Regions from separate parts of the Mus musculus genome. Here region 1 is linked to region 2. A link is a contact called in public Hi-C data. All regions are on one chromosome and are shown on one strand. The core of a region is the stretch at or near the end of the contact, and the rest is flanking DNA. Distances in the headings are between cores, read along the strand shown.

The links. Hi-C and Micro-C count contacts between places; a contact is called where the count stands out from the background.
Region 1: a Hi-C map of muscle stem cells shows a contact between it and region 2, with 2.1 times the contacts expected there. The contact joins two enhancer-like sites. A contact is called at or near these places in 2 of 15 datasets of contacts at CTCF or cohesin (CD8 T cells and the NIH/3T3 cell line) and 1 of 484 Hi-C or Micro-C datasets (muscle stem cells).

The regions. Positions count from the first base shown.
Region 1 is chr10:14,043,610-14,050,188 of GRCm38.p6, forward strand. All of the region lies in intron 1 of Hivep2 (human immunodeficiency virus type I enhancer binding protein 2), which reads left to right. Among named protein-coding and RNA genes, the nearest start is that of Gm51759, 80 kb to the right of the region's middle. Within about 2 kb of position 1,607, at least 130 of the 459 cell types and tissues checked have an H3K27ac peak or open chromatin away from gene starts, as enhancers often do. A contact at or near this core is called in muscle stem cells, where this site is marked.
Region 2 is chr10:13,738,643-13,745,657 of GRCm38.p6, forward strand. All of the region lies in intron 3 of Aig1 (androgen-induced 1), which reads right to left. Among named protein-coding and RNA genes, the nearest start is that of Aig1, 130 kb to the right of the region's middle. Within about 2 kb of position 1,414, at least 67 of the 459 cell types and tissues checked have an H3K27ac peak or open chromatin away from gene starts, as enhancers often do. A contact at or near this core is called in muscle stem cells, where this site is marked.

The sequences.
Region 1 (6,579 bases), core at 357-2,856, 310 kb after region 2:
TGCATGCACGTGGGCCAGAGGTTGACATTTCTCAACACTCTCCACCTTGATTTTTGAGATGGGGTTTCTCACTGAACCCAGTGTTTGTAGAGTAGGCTAGAGTAAGAGAATGAATGCGCTTGCTTCCATTTTTCCTCCATCCCAGTTCTAGAGTAGCCAAAATTGTGCTTGACGTCTTTTGCAGGCTCTGAAGATTCAAACTGGGACCTCCACTTTTCCTCACTCCTTCAAAACGAAGATTTTAATTTCCCCTGGAGTCCCCTGTCTTCATTGACTTTTAAAGAAAACATTTTAAAAGTTTTAAAGAAAAACAGCTTCAAAGTCGCAATATTAGATCAAGGAGCTATAGGCAGAAATCTGTTCCTAATTGTGACTTTTTTCTTCCAGATTTAAAAAAAAAATAGATTGTGTACTTGACTAACTCCAAAGTTGTCAGTCAAAAGTGACTTTCCTGTCACAGATCATCCGGTGTTTGCTGAGCGGCTATTGCCGCATGCAACCTCTCAGAGCTCTTGGTCTGTGAGAAAGGCAGATGCAAAGGAACGCAGGATGAGGGATTCCAGAGACGTGGTGACCAGAATGTAGGCAGAGGAGGGGAGACACAGGTCATCGGAAGTCGGAGTGGGAGGCTGGAGGCCGGGCTGAGTGCTCAGGAAGTACTCACCCATTGCTTGCTGTTACCTAGGCTCAGCCTGGGGGGCTGCTGGCTTCAGTGATGCACACATTCTGTTGCACCCCTCCCCCACTCCCCCAGGAGGCAGACACAGATCATCCTTCTCATTCACGTGTGTGTGTGTGTGTGTGTGTGTGTGTGTGTGTGTGTGTGTGTATGTGTGTATGTGTGTGTGTGTGTGAGAGAGAGAGAGAGACAGACAGACAGACAGACAGACAGACAGGGATGCACAAATGCAGCTATGTGCTTCCGTGCACACACACGCCCCCTGTAAGTTTGTGGAGGGTCTGGGAGGAATTGACTTTAGAACAGGGTCTTGACTGAGGTGGTGGGGGTCAAGCAGAGCAGCCATGCTGTTTTGTACCTTAAACATGTCCTTAAACGTCCCTGGAAAAAGAAAGCAGCCTTTTCCAGTGAGGGAGAAGGACGCCTCTCCATGGTTATAAGTAGATGCTAGGTTGGCATTTCATACTTGCTTTTTTTTTTTAAAAATAGATTCGTAACTATTTTTTTAACCAGACTCTTAACTGTGGGATTTGCTTAGCAAACCTGAGTTGCAATTCCACTTGTAAGTGGTCTTCTCCCCCAAACTGCCATTTCTGGTGTCAGCTACAAGGACCTAGCACAGAGCTTGCAGCACCTCCCTAGCTCAGGCCCAGCTCCAAGGTCAGCTTTCTGAGTTGAGGCTGCGGGGAAGTTCATGCCGAATCCCCAAGTCCTGTCTCAGCCAAGGTGAGGCCTTGGCTAGGAATGGACAAACCCCACCTGACACACACAGACACACACACACACACACACACACACACACACACTACCCATGGTTAGGTGTTTACAGCATCTAATCTTCAGCAATTAAAGAGAAGAAGTGTGGGTGGGGTAAAAAATAGCAATACCCACATTGTGAAGTCTTTGAGAAAAACAGGAAACTAGTCTTTTTTAACCAGTGATGCCCAGAACTGGTTATTGCAAAGAGCTTGTTTTCCTAATGTGATGTGGTCAGCCCAGCTGTGGCAGAAGTTGAATTCTGCTCATTATGACGGGCGTCTGTGGATTCATTTAGCTGACAAACCTATAGACAGGCGAGCATAATTATCAGTGGTAACCTGGTCATTATGGCCGGATGGTGTTTGGGGAAACAATGTGCCCCAGTCCTGAAAGCCGGTGAGAACATATGAAATAAGAACATTTGACCGACCCAGAGTTATTTCCAGGAGTTGTAAACGAACCAGGCCTGTTTGTTGTAAAGGAGCTGATAGAGTTTCTGTCTTCATTATTTTATTTTATTTTATTTTAATTTTTAAGTTGACAGGCAGCACTGGGTGTTAGTATATATCATTTTGTGACTTGCTCATCAGCCCAAGCTTCATGTACAATGTTTTAAACTTCTCGTTGTTGGCACCCAGTGTCTGGTTTCAGTTAAATCAGTTGAGAATTAAAAGTGGGGTCAGAAATGACTTTCATCCTCCTCAAGGTCACATGGATTCCCTTGCCTTGGTGGGCAGTGCAGAAAGGAACGACCTTGGGGAACACGATTTAGGCAATTGTCAGCTAGACTTTTGGCCTTGAGGAAAGTGTAGGCTGCTTCAGAACCAAAGCAAAAGGAGAAATCCCCATGGTCTCCACTGCAGTCTTTCACTGGGTTAGTGTCAGACAGGCGGAGGAGGCTTCCCCTCTACTTCCTGCTGTGGGTTCTGGGTCACTGGGGAGCCCATCTCCACCAGCCCTCTCTGCAGACTGTTTCTCAGTGGCGGTGTCATCTCAGGGATGAAGGGGGGCTAGACTTTTTCAACTGCTTATTGTTTTGTTTTGGGTTTTTTTTTTTTTTTTTTTTTTTTTTTGGTTGCCAAGCCAAGCTTTGGGTCTGTGTAGTGGAGGCTTTACGCTTGCCTGTTTGTATCAGACTTTACAGTTGTCTCTTTAATAAGTAAGCTACTCGCCCTTCTCTTTTGTGAAGCCTGTTTTCAGTGCATGATCCAGGCAGCATGCCTGGGATTAGCAGTGCCCCCTCTCCAGCTGACTGCCCAGGCAGTTCCAAAAAAGGCAATCGTCCCTGCTATTGATTTCTGTGGAGCATCAGTCATGTTGGAGTTATTTACCACGAGAGAGGAGTAAGCGTCTTGCATCTGTCTCTTAGGTTTAACACAAGGGCACTGTACAGCAAGCCTGTCTCCATTCTGATCTAAGGAGATATTTTTTCCTCTCCTTGGAGGCAGCTTGGCCAGGGCAGTTAAGTGGATCTGGGGAGTATGAAGGTCTTGGTTTTTTAACCCCTTGCTGCTTCTTAGTGAAAAGGGAGGACAGTGGATGGATGCTGTCTGCCACTTAGCCCTTCCCAGGATGTGGTAAAGTAATGAGATAATAGTTGTTGAGTACACTCAAACGCAGATGAGAGATAGTTCTAAAAGTGCCAGCCCTTACTGGGGGGAAAAAAGCTAACAACAGAACTAGCAAACAAACATGTTTTATCAAGACTCAGATTTCAAATGCATCTTAAAATCTGGTGTTTCTGTGGGGAAAACAAAGCCCTGGGGCATTATGATAATGTTGAAGTGGCAGGAAAAAAAAAATGGATTGGTATTGCATTCACTTTGTACACGCTTCCATGGTGGTTTCTGTACATTTTCATGTTTAAAAATATAATAAAATTATTTCCATGCTCCTAAGAATGTACCTTCGGCACTACCCCATCTTGACAGCTCCCTTTAAGCCTATGAATGGAGCACAATATAAAAAACTTGGGCTGTGGTGTTGGAAAAGGACTGGAGTCCCAGGATCTATGTAGGGTAGCTAGCTCACAACCACCTCTTAACTCACTTCCAGGGAATCTGACGCCCTCTTCTGGCCTCAGTGGGCACTACACTCACTCATATCTGCACACTCAGCCATGCACATACATAATTAAAATTAAAGACATTTCTTTTAAAGAAAAAAAGTACTCAGGAGAACTCTTAGGAAAATGTCTTTTGTTTTTCTTAGCATAGTGTGAGCAAAGTGTCCCCATCTGTCATTCCCAATACTGGGCTCCCCACCAAAGGATCAGTAAACACAAAAGTTTTGTATCATTTGACCACAAACTTATCTTGCTGTTACCCTTTCTCTCAAGTGTGAGACTTTATTGAGCAGGTGTAGAGGGATAATTCACAGTCTGGCAGAGGTGGAGGGGGTGAGTGGGTTAGCTCACTGCCTGGTAGAGGTGGAGGGGGTAGATGGGATAGCCCTCTGCCTGGCAGGAGTGGAGGGGTTATGAGGGGTGGAGAGAGTGGGATAATTCAATGGCAGGAGTGGAGGTGTCAAGGGGGTGGGTGGTATAGCCCATTGTCTGGCAGGGGTGCAGGGGTGGGTGGAATAGCTCACTCTCTGGCAGGGGTGGAGGGGGTGGGATAATTCATTGTCTGTCAGGGTGGAGGGGATGGCTGGCTCTGCAGTCTTGCCTTGCAGATGGTAGGAGCCTGGTTCCCGGCTCACTTTCATTTTCTTTCTTGGGATCCATATCCTTGCCTCCTTATCTGTGAGAAGGAAGCAGGCCCCCTCCTGCTGGATGAGACTTGGTGAAGGAAGTTGGAGGTGACCTACTCTCAGCTAGAGACAGGGGGTCAGGGAGAGCTGACATTCTCTGCCTGGGTCAGGTAGCCATTTGTGGCAGAGTGGCCCAGGAAGACCTTTGCTGGGGAGAATTAATTGCTTTAATACTGACTGGCTGTAATCCAGCCCGTCTGGAGTTTGCTTCCTGCTCCTGGTTGTCATTTGAAGCTGGCTGAGGAACACAGTTGTTGTCTATGGACACACTTAAGAAGCAGCTGTGGTGTGCTTTCTCTGTACATAGGAATGCCGAGTTCCTGCCAGAGAAAACTTCACTTTTATCCAGGTGACACCACATTGATGAGTACTCTGCCAGCCTCCTTAATTTCATATCCTTAATTAAAGATCAGGTATCACGCTTTGATGAGTCTGAACAGTACGTTGGTTTTGGCTGGCCTTTTTTTTTGCTAAGCGTGATATCTTTATGGTGGAGTTGATACTCCTTGCAGTAGGGAGATTGTCTTGTGCATTGCAAAATATTTCCCAACATCCCTGTCCTCCACCCAGTGGATGACAGTAGCCCAACCCTACTCTCCTGCCAATCTTAACAGTCAGAAGGAGCCCCTTGCTCAATGTCCCCTGGGAGGCAAAATGTCTGCACTTGTAAGCCTCCATAGGCTATCAAGAAATCTGAAGCCTGTGCATCTGCCAGCCCCAACCAGACGTTTATCAGCAGCACAAAGCCTGAACTTAAGATCCAAGTAGGAACGCAAGGGTGGGGAGAGTTAAGTTTCTAAATAGTGAGTATTCCAGTTCCTAGTCTGTGACTGTGTGAGTAGCAATCCCTATCAGGGGACTTCCCCTGCTGGCTTGTGGCAGGAATTCCCTCTCCCCCTCTCCCAAAGGCTGGGACTTCCTTCTCAAGGACTGCCCATGCTTCTGACTCACTTAATTCTTCTGTCTCTTCTTTTCAATTTTCTTCCCCCTGTGGCTGCCAGTAACTGGACCAACCTTGCTGCCTCTGACAAAGACGGGAGCCATTGAGAGTGTCCCTGTCAGTGCAGTGCCAGGTCACTGTGTACGCCTCCAGACAATGCGTCTTGCTATTCTTACATGTTTGCTTATTTGATAGTTCTTCCTGGTCTTTTGTGGCCTATGTTGGGGAAGACTGTTTTATACACTATTGACTCAAGTCCTCAGTTTGGCGATCTGGCAAGAAACTGTGCCATCCGCGGTTGGCAGTTTCTGTGGTACTCTTATTACATTGCCTTAGGCTAATTCTAAATCCGGTTATGTAAGCGTTAGGAGGGGTAGCTTCGAGTGCCAGTTACCATTTGTGACATTCGTCTAGAGGGGAAACAGTCCAGATTTCCAATGCTAGATATAAAAGTGAACTTGGGGAATGTGACTCTTTTTAAATAAGATGAGGAGATGAGAGACAGGCGAGCAGGTGGCATAGACCAGCTGGTACCCATTACAAGTGAGGCTTTCCATAATGCTACAGGGAGATGCTCTTGGTAGCGAGGTCAGAGTTCCTGCTTCTGTGGGGCAGAGCCTTCCCCTTCATCCCAGGCTTAGAGAGCTGACAGATTGAAACAGCTGTGGCTTGCTCCTCTTCTAAGGAATAGAGGAAGCGTGCAAATATTTCCTCCGATCCCATTTGGACATGCCATGGAGCACAATCTTTACCAAATGCACAGTCTGCCAAGAGAAGAAAAGAATAGTCACTGTGAATAGAGATCCCAACGACCAATGACTGTAAGAAATAACCAGACAAGTTCAGCTTTAAAGAGAAAGAAAGCAGACCACCTATGCTGTACAAATTTGTGATGAAACTAAGAAAAGGTTAGTTACAAGAGAAGCACAAAACCCCCAAGTCCTTGTTTGTACGTCAAATGATGAAAATGGGAATCTCCAGTGTGTCACACCAGGAGACCCCTCCTCCTGGACCCTAGACGGTCTGAGTTCCCGTTATCCTGTGTGCATTCTCCCTTCCCTCTAAAGTTGTCAAGATGGACACTGTAGACAGGCACAGTTGACAAAGCGAGACTGTGAGAGTGCTGAGCCAGTTACTTCCTTTGGAAAGTTTCTAGAACACCTTACTGATGATTTTAAAGTTGGGTTCAGGCTGCCCCGAGACATTGGATAGTGTTAGAAATGAAATATTAGCCTGGTGGACACTTCCTATTCTGGGGGCTTCCGGTCTTGAATTTCAGAGAGCATGCCATTAAATAATATCCAGACACTGTGTGTCCTTTGTTATGGGACCAACCAGTCACAGTTGGTTTTCAGTAGTTCGGAGATCTGTGGGCATCAGAACCATGCCACACAGCACTGTACGTCTGTTTGTTGAATGAATCAGTGAATAAATGAGAAGGGAAAAAAAC
Region 2 (7,015 bases), core at 164-2,663:
AAAAAAAAAAAACTAATGACTTACCTTCTGTTGTGAGGCCCCTCTGGATTAGACTGCCCCTCTGTTTCATCTATCAATGCCTCCTGTCTTTGAAAAGGGTCATTCTCAAATCTTACTGCAGCTTCATGCCTCCTATAGCCTCATCTACCTTTCTATAAGCAGGATTAGTCGGTTTTCACAAACCTAGCCTTGTGCATTTTCTCTTCCTCTAGACTTCTAAACTCCAGCTTTCCTTCACAGCTGAAGTAGGGTAGAAAGTGGCTAGTTAGAGTTGACGGTGACTCATAAGTTCAATAACAGGAGAAAACAAGAGAAAGGTAGGATCAGTGATTTGGACAGGACATCAATACCAAACCCTGGCTCCACTAGCCAGCTCCTTGGACTCTTAGTTTCCAGACAGGCCCCCAAAGTAGAACTGTGACCTAATGCGAGAGCATTGAAGGCTTGGATGCTAGAGGCCCTGTAGGAAGAGTGACTGGATGAGTAGATGTATCCACAAGTGAACGCTTTCTGAGGCAAGAATCCTTACTTTGGTATCCTGGGGGGGTGGGGGTGGGGACACAGCAGAGCTCCTAAATACGAGTTAGATGGATGGGTGAATCGGCCTCATTCACGGATATATGATGCTGCATTTAAGGCCTGAAGGGTGAATTCATTAGAGACACTGAAACTCAAAGCAAGGTATCATTAATGCTAGGCAGTGTACCAAACAGGAAAACTCTTGCTTTTGGGGGCCAGGCAGAGAGGTGGAGTTTTAGTGGCAGCATTTATTGGTCACATGGTTACAGCAAGTCACTTCACTGGTTGGAGCCGAAATGTCTTTAGAAAGAGAAGCAAAGATAGTAACTGTCTGTCCTTCAAAGAGGCATGATGATCGTCCCAGTGAAAACACGAAAGTGAAATGCGGCTCAGTGCACAGCACCCACTGGGGTTGCGCGGAAGCAAGTGTGGTTTAGCGAGTGCTGCTCGTTTTGCTTACCGTTGGAAGAGGAGACAAGATAAGCAGATGGCCAAATGATACAAGGACTCAAGCCTACTGTTGTAGAGGTTGCAAAAGTGAAAGTGGAGCCTCATGGCTGCCAGCTTGGCTCTTCTTCAGACAAGTCCTACAAAGACTGTAAGTGGCTTCCAAGGGGGCAGGTACTCGGTGCGATGCTCTCTAAAGTGCGAAGGACAACATCATTACATCTAGGGCAGCTGGACACAGCACTAGCAGTGGGCCCTGGCCACAGGCCGATGAGGAGACAAGTCAGAGACCTGCTGTTAGGGCTCCTCACTCAGGGGTGCCAGAGAATGAGTCTTCTGAAAATCCTGACTCCAGAAAAAACCGACAAATTACCAACAGATGGGGTGAGTCACAGACGTGGAGTCCAAATGAGGCATCGGCACACAGCAGGCCCTGCCCTGCTGGGCTGAGCTGGACAGCCGCAGCTCTAGGCCCAGATGGCTGCGAAGGTCACCAGGAGGGACACCAGCCGTATGTGCTCTACTCCAGAGAACTGGCAAGCCTTCGAACCCACGGAAGCTTACGGGATCAAAGAACCACAGCGTCCAAGACAGGGAAAAACAAATTTCTTCTGAGCTAATTGCTTACAAGGTGACAAGGACACACAGCTTCAATGGTACGGAAGAAAATGGAAGGACCAGGAAACTCACTCAGCTCACAGTCAGTCTCTGCTCTAAAGCTTGACTTAGAGCAAACCTCAGAAGAATTTTCTGGCCTTCCCTCAGAGAAGGTAAGGTCTCCACTGGAGAACGTCACCCTGTCCTGCTTCCCAGAAGAAAGCACCCGAGCAAACATGTCTTGCCACACTTCCTATGCTTAATCGCCACAGGATCCCACTTGTACTAAATGCAGTCATATAATTCTGTGGTTTTCGCCAACCACAGAATTAAAACAGAATGAAAAGGTTTATGTATTTCTTGGGCTCCAGTTTTCTTTATGAGTCTCCAGTATCGCGGAAAACTTATATACAGTGTGTAACACAGCTTTTCTGTTATTAATGTCTCTTTACAATATGGGCCATAGTTGGGAGTCTCGAGTTTTACTTTTCCTGCTGTAGAAACTAGTGAGATGAGGGGGTGGGAGCAAGGCATGCTGGGAAAGGGCACAGCAGGAAAGGCACTGCTTCCCCTGTAGCTTACTGGATGGGAATGCCCTTTCTCATGCAAGCGTTCTAACCCCACAGACATGCATGTGCATTTCCCACAAATGGTCTTTGCCATGACTCTCTCTATGAAATCCAGCACTCAGTCAAAAAAAATGTACCTATGCAAACTTCAGATGTGTTTCCTTCCTCCATCATGACAGAAACAGATTTCTAACACAGAATCTCCCAGAAACCGAGAGCGAAGAAAGGAAATCCTAAATTTTTATTTTGGGGAAAAAATTGCCTGGAAGTTCTCATAGCATTCTGTTTGAGGAAAAAGCCTGACTTCTGGGTTTCTACAGTACCACAGTTGCACGTAAGACAAGGGGGTTCCTTGCAGGAAGATGCTCCTGAACCCACTTTTGCCACAAGTGGTTTAGCTGCTCATACACCGCCATCTTTGAATTATGGGTCCTGAGCACATGTTCTTTTAGTGGGCCCTCAATAACAGATACATGAGAGAAAGGATGAATGCACACATACACAGCAAGCCTATGTATTAACAGTTTGGTCTTTTTGTCCTCTATAAGGGAAGTATATTATGCTAAAGAGGACAGCTCCTCTTGTCTAAGATAATCAAACTACAATTCATTTATCATCTTGTAACCCAAGATTTTAGAGCAAAAGCTGGAGATCTGGAAAGCCCCAACATACTACACTTGGCCACCCCTCCCAACACACTGAATAGACCAAGTCAAAAACAGAGAAGAGAGATGAGCAGATAAAGTGACCCGGATTCTGTTTTCTGGGTGCTGACTTGGGCTTGAGGTTTAAAGAGACCTGGGAAATGTGCAGTCCTGGCCAAGGTTTTTCATCTCAGGACTTGGCTTTGAAATTTAAGACTTAAAAATTTAGGTTCAAGTTATAAGCTTATAAGAAATAACTAGGTGGGCAGGCAGATGGTTATGGGAGCTATCTCCTACCTTGGCCACTTTCTGAGGTATCAGGACAGAGGAGTTGGGAGGTGCCAAGAGTGCTCAGACCCTGGGTGTCCATGAATGCTGTGCAGAACACTTTTTCACTAAAGAGGAAAGTCCTTTACTCCGCCCCTAGCCTCTGAGCTCGAAGGCTGCTTAGATAACCATGTTTGTGGTTCCTGAGGATGGACCTCTCATCATAATTAGCATCCTTTACAATCAGAAACTAGAACAGAAACCTCTGACTACTGGATAAAAAAAGGGCTCCTACTCATAGCTTTGTCCCTGTGAAGACAGCATGCCAAACTGCCAAGAAGACCCTAGATTATTACCCAAAAAGAGACATTCTGGCAAACAGCAAAACCATTCACTGTTCTTTCCCAATGGGCCTGAAGCTCACCTTCAGAAACAATGACTAGTTGGAAGCTGTTGTAAAAATGTTAGGAAATAGTATTAAAGCCTACTTAGAAACGTAGGCTGGACAAATGGTTTCCCTGTCTGTTGCTCACTCTCAGCCTGTGAGTTTCCCTCTGGAATGCCTCCTTTGGCCATGCCCAGCCTCGCACTTGTGAGAGTCTCACATTGTTCTGTCATAAACTCCGTCTGTCATCTACACTGTGCTCTGTGTGTCTTGTCTAAATTCCAAGAGATCATGAAGACGGGGCACAGAATGGAGGCCAACAGTGACCCTGTTGTTCCCACCCTGATTTTAGGGAGACTAGCACAGGCCACAGAGGAAAGAACACCAGCAACATGGCCCTGCAAGAACACCACTTTCCCATTCATCTTCTTTACACTCTACACATAAATATGCATTGCTATGGAGAATTTTGGATGAGAAAGTGTGGAACACAAGGGGTATTAAGAGGCAAAACAGCAGAAAGGTAGACTTGAAAACGTAAGGAAAAGACCCTGCAAAGTAGGCGATCCTGCGAAGGAAACCCATGCTTATCTTTGCCATTAAGAGAACATGGACAGATAACTCAAATTAGCAGCTTGTGCTCAACAAGTGCTTGTCTTACTGAAGACATCTGCCATTTTGGAAAAAGATGCTAAGGCAATTTTATCAGAAAGGAATGACATTATTATCTGGCATATTGGCAAACGAGGATGTTTGTGAATTTCTCATTTATAGGACAGGCGGCCTGATGCCTGGGCTTGTTGATGTTACCCTGCCTGTGCTAAGAGACTTCATGGATGACTATCTGCCTAGGAAAGATGAACCTGTCCCACCTGGCATGTGCCTAAGGGTGTCCATAGTCAGTGACTCCCTACCATACTCTTGATCATTGTTAAAACCTGGAGAATGGTTTCGATCCAGAAAGCATGCAGAGAGAGAGAGAGAGACAGAGACAGAGAGACAGAGATACAGAGAGAGACAGAGAGAGAGACAGAGAGAGACAGAGAAAGAGAGAGAAAGAGAGAAACATCTGTGCTTGGTGTGGCTTGTCTAAGTTCTAAGAGAGCAGGAGGACAGAGCGCAGGAGGGTTTATAGAAGGACCTATAAATACGGTTCATAAAAACAATCTGATTAACAGAAACACAACACATTGAGAAGAATCACTTCGCACCATGTTCCCTCAATTCGTTTCATTGCCAGAAAAATCTCTCAAATCCTCAAGTTACACCTATAAGAAATGTTTCGATAGCATCAAAGGCTCCAGAGTGCCTTCATGGGTACACTGAGACGTTGCTGTCTTGACATCCATGGTCTGTCTCACAGCCTGGATCCTGAGCATCTCTCTCTCCTTTGGATCTCTTACTACTGCCCACATACAACCTGTGCCATAGGCATATCAAAGAACCCATGACCTATTCAGTCATCTATATCTGTGCTGTCAAGTCCAGCAGGGACCAGGCACAAGTGAGCCACTGAGCATTAGGGAAACGGTTAGATGGACAAGACAAGGAGAATCAGTGTCAAATACATACCAGAGTTGGAAGCTCTAACAAAACAAGGAATAGGAAGTATCTCTGCTAAAAGCTACCTATGGGAGAAAGGTTTTCTTTCTTTCTTTCTTTCTTTCACACAGTGGGAAAGACTTGGTGGCAGAACAAGAAGCCAGCTTGTAACACTGCGTCAGTATTCAGAAAGCAAGGTGTAGGTCTAGGCTATAAAACCTCAAAGGCAAGTGGCCAGTGATATTCTTCCTCCAGTGAAGCTCCACTTCCTGAAGGCTCTATGGTTTGCACGACTGCAGCACCAGCTAAGAACCAAGGGTTCAAACACTCAAGCTCATCATGTTACTTTTTTTTTTTTTTGGCTTTTCGAGACAGGTTTTCTCTGTATTGCCCTGGCTGTCCTGAAACTCACTTTGTAGACCAGGCTGGCCTCGAACTCAGAAATCCACCTGTCCTGCCTCTGCCTCCCGAGTGCTGGGATTAAAGGTGTGCGCCACCACGCCCGGCATCATGTTACTTTCAGATCACAACACCTACTAAATAAATGATAGTATTTACAAGTTGTTGAAATATATATATTTAATTTTAACCATTCCCCTGTACATTTGGATAATATACCTTGCATTATATTTCTTTTTTTTTTTTGCATTATATTTCTGTTGAACAAAGTTGGCCTACAGTTATGCCCATGTTCTCAGCTGAGGGCTCTTCCTGTCTTTGAACAAGAGATGATCCTATCGCATCTGCATGGGTTGAGCACAGAACTCAGTTAGAGGCATGATGATTGTCCAGCACGTATCATGTCTAGATGTAATTCCTCTATTACCACATAAGCTGGACATGGTGGGGCAAACCCTGTGACCTTAGGATTTGGGTGGCAGGAAGATCTGAAGTTCAAAGTCATCTGTGACTATACATTGAGTCTCAGGCTATCCTGGGATAAATGGAACTCTGTCTTAAAAACATACATATATACTTACATACATACATATACACATGCATAAATACATACATACATATATGCATACATACACACATCATACATACATACATACATACATACATACATACATACATACATACAAACCACCTTTGTATGAGCATGAATGCTCTCGAAATGTTCCCAAGTTGTGCTAATGTTCCTCATACTTAAATCTATTAAAAACCTGATACATTACATTGTAATCACCCTGTAATTTTTGCTGGTTGCTGGGGGAAATTTGTTTATTTACAATATTACTTGGTTTTTGCTTTGTGGATGACCCCAATGAGTTTAAGTGACTTTCCCCAGCTTATGTATATGTGATGCAATGAGACCTGTATTTTAATTCAACAATGGGAAATATGGAAGTTAATTACTCAGTGAGAGAGGAGCGCATAGTCTCAGGTGGCTGAAGTGGAGGGTGGCAAGAGAGGACGCTGCAGACAAGCTAAGGAGTCAGTCTTCTTCTGTTGTTAATGCTCCAAGGTTTGGTTCTTCCCTTAACGCTGCTCCCTAACATGTTTACGGTTTATGGCTTTCTGAAAACATTATTTTATATTGATTCACATAACTTTCTTAAAATCCTAAGCAATAACATCACATGTGTGTGTCTGTGTGTCATTCTCTTACATAGTATAGTTAAAATTTAATATGCATTTCTAGTTTTTCTAATATATATTAAATAAATATGCAACAGTCCAAACATCTGTCCTGTGCTCCTGATCTCATTTTATGTATAACTAGAAATAGTCATCCCATTCACTGGACAACTACAGACACTGGGATCTATGGGAGGGCTTTAAACATGAAGGTGACATCATCTGAAATTCAAAAGTTTTAGACATTGATTGCTAATCTTGTGGCAAAAATGAAAGAACAAAGGGGATAGACGCTGTAAAAAATGACTGACGTTAAGAAAACATCTCTGAACTTGGAATGTTATTTTTAATGAACTTTAAACAAGAACTGAAATCAAGAACTATCCTTTAGCATCTAATGGAATGTTATTTATTATCTTTAATCAATCTGTGAAGCCTTAGGAAATCTGAAGGCTGTACATAAG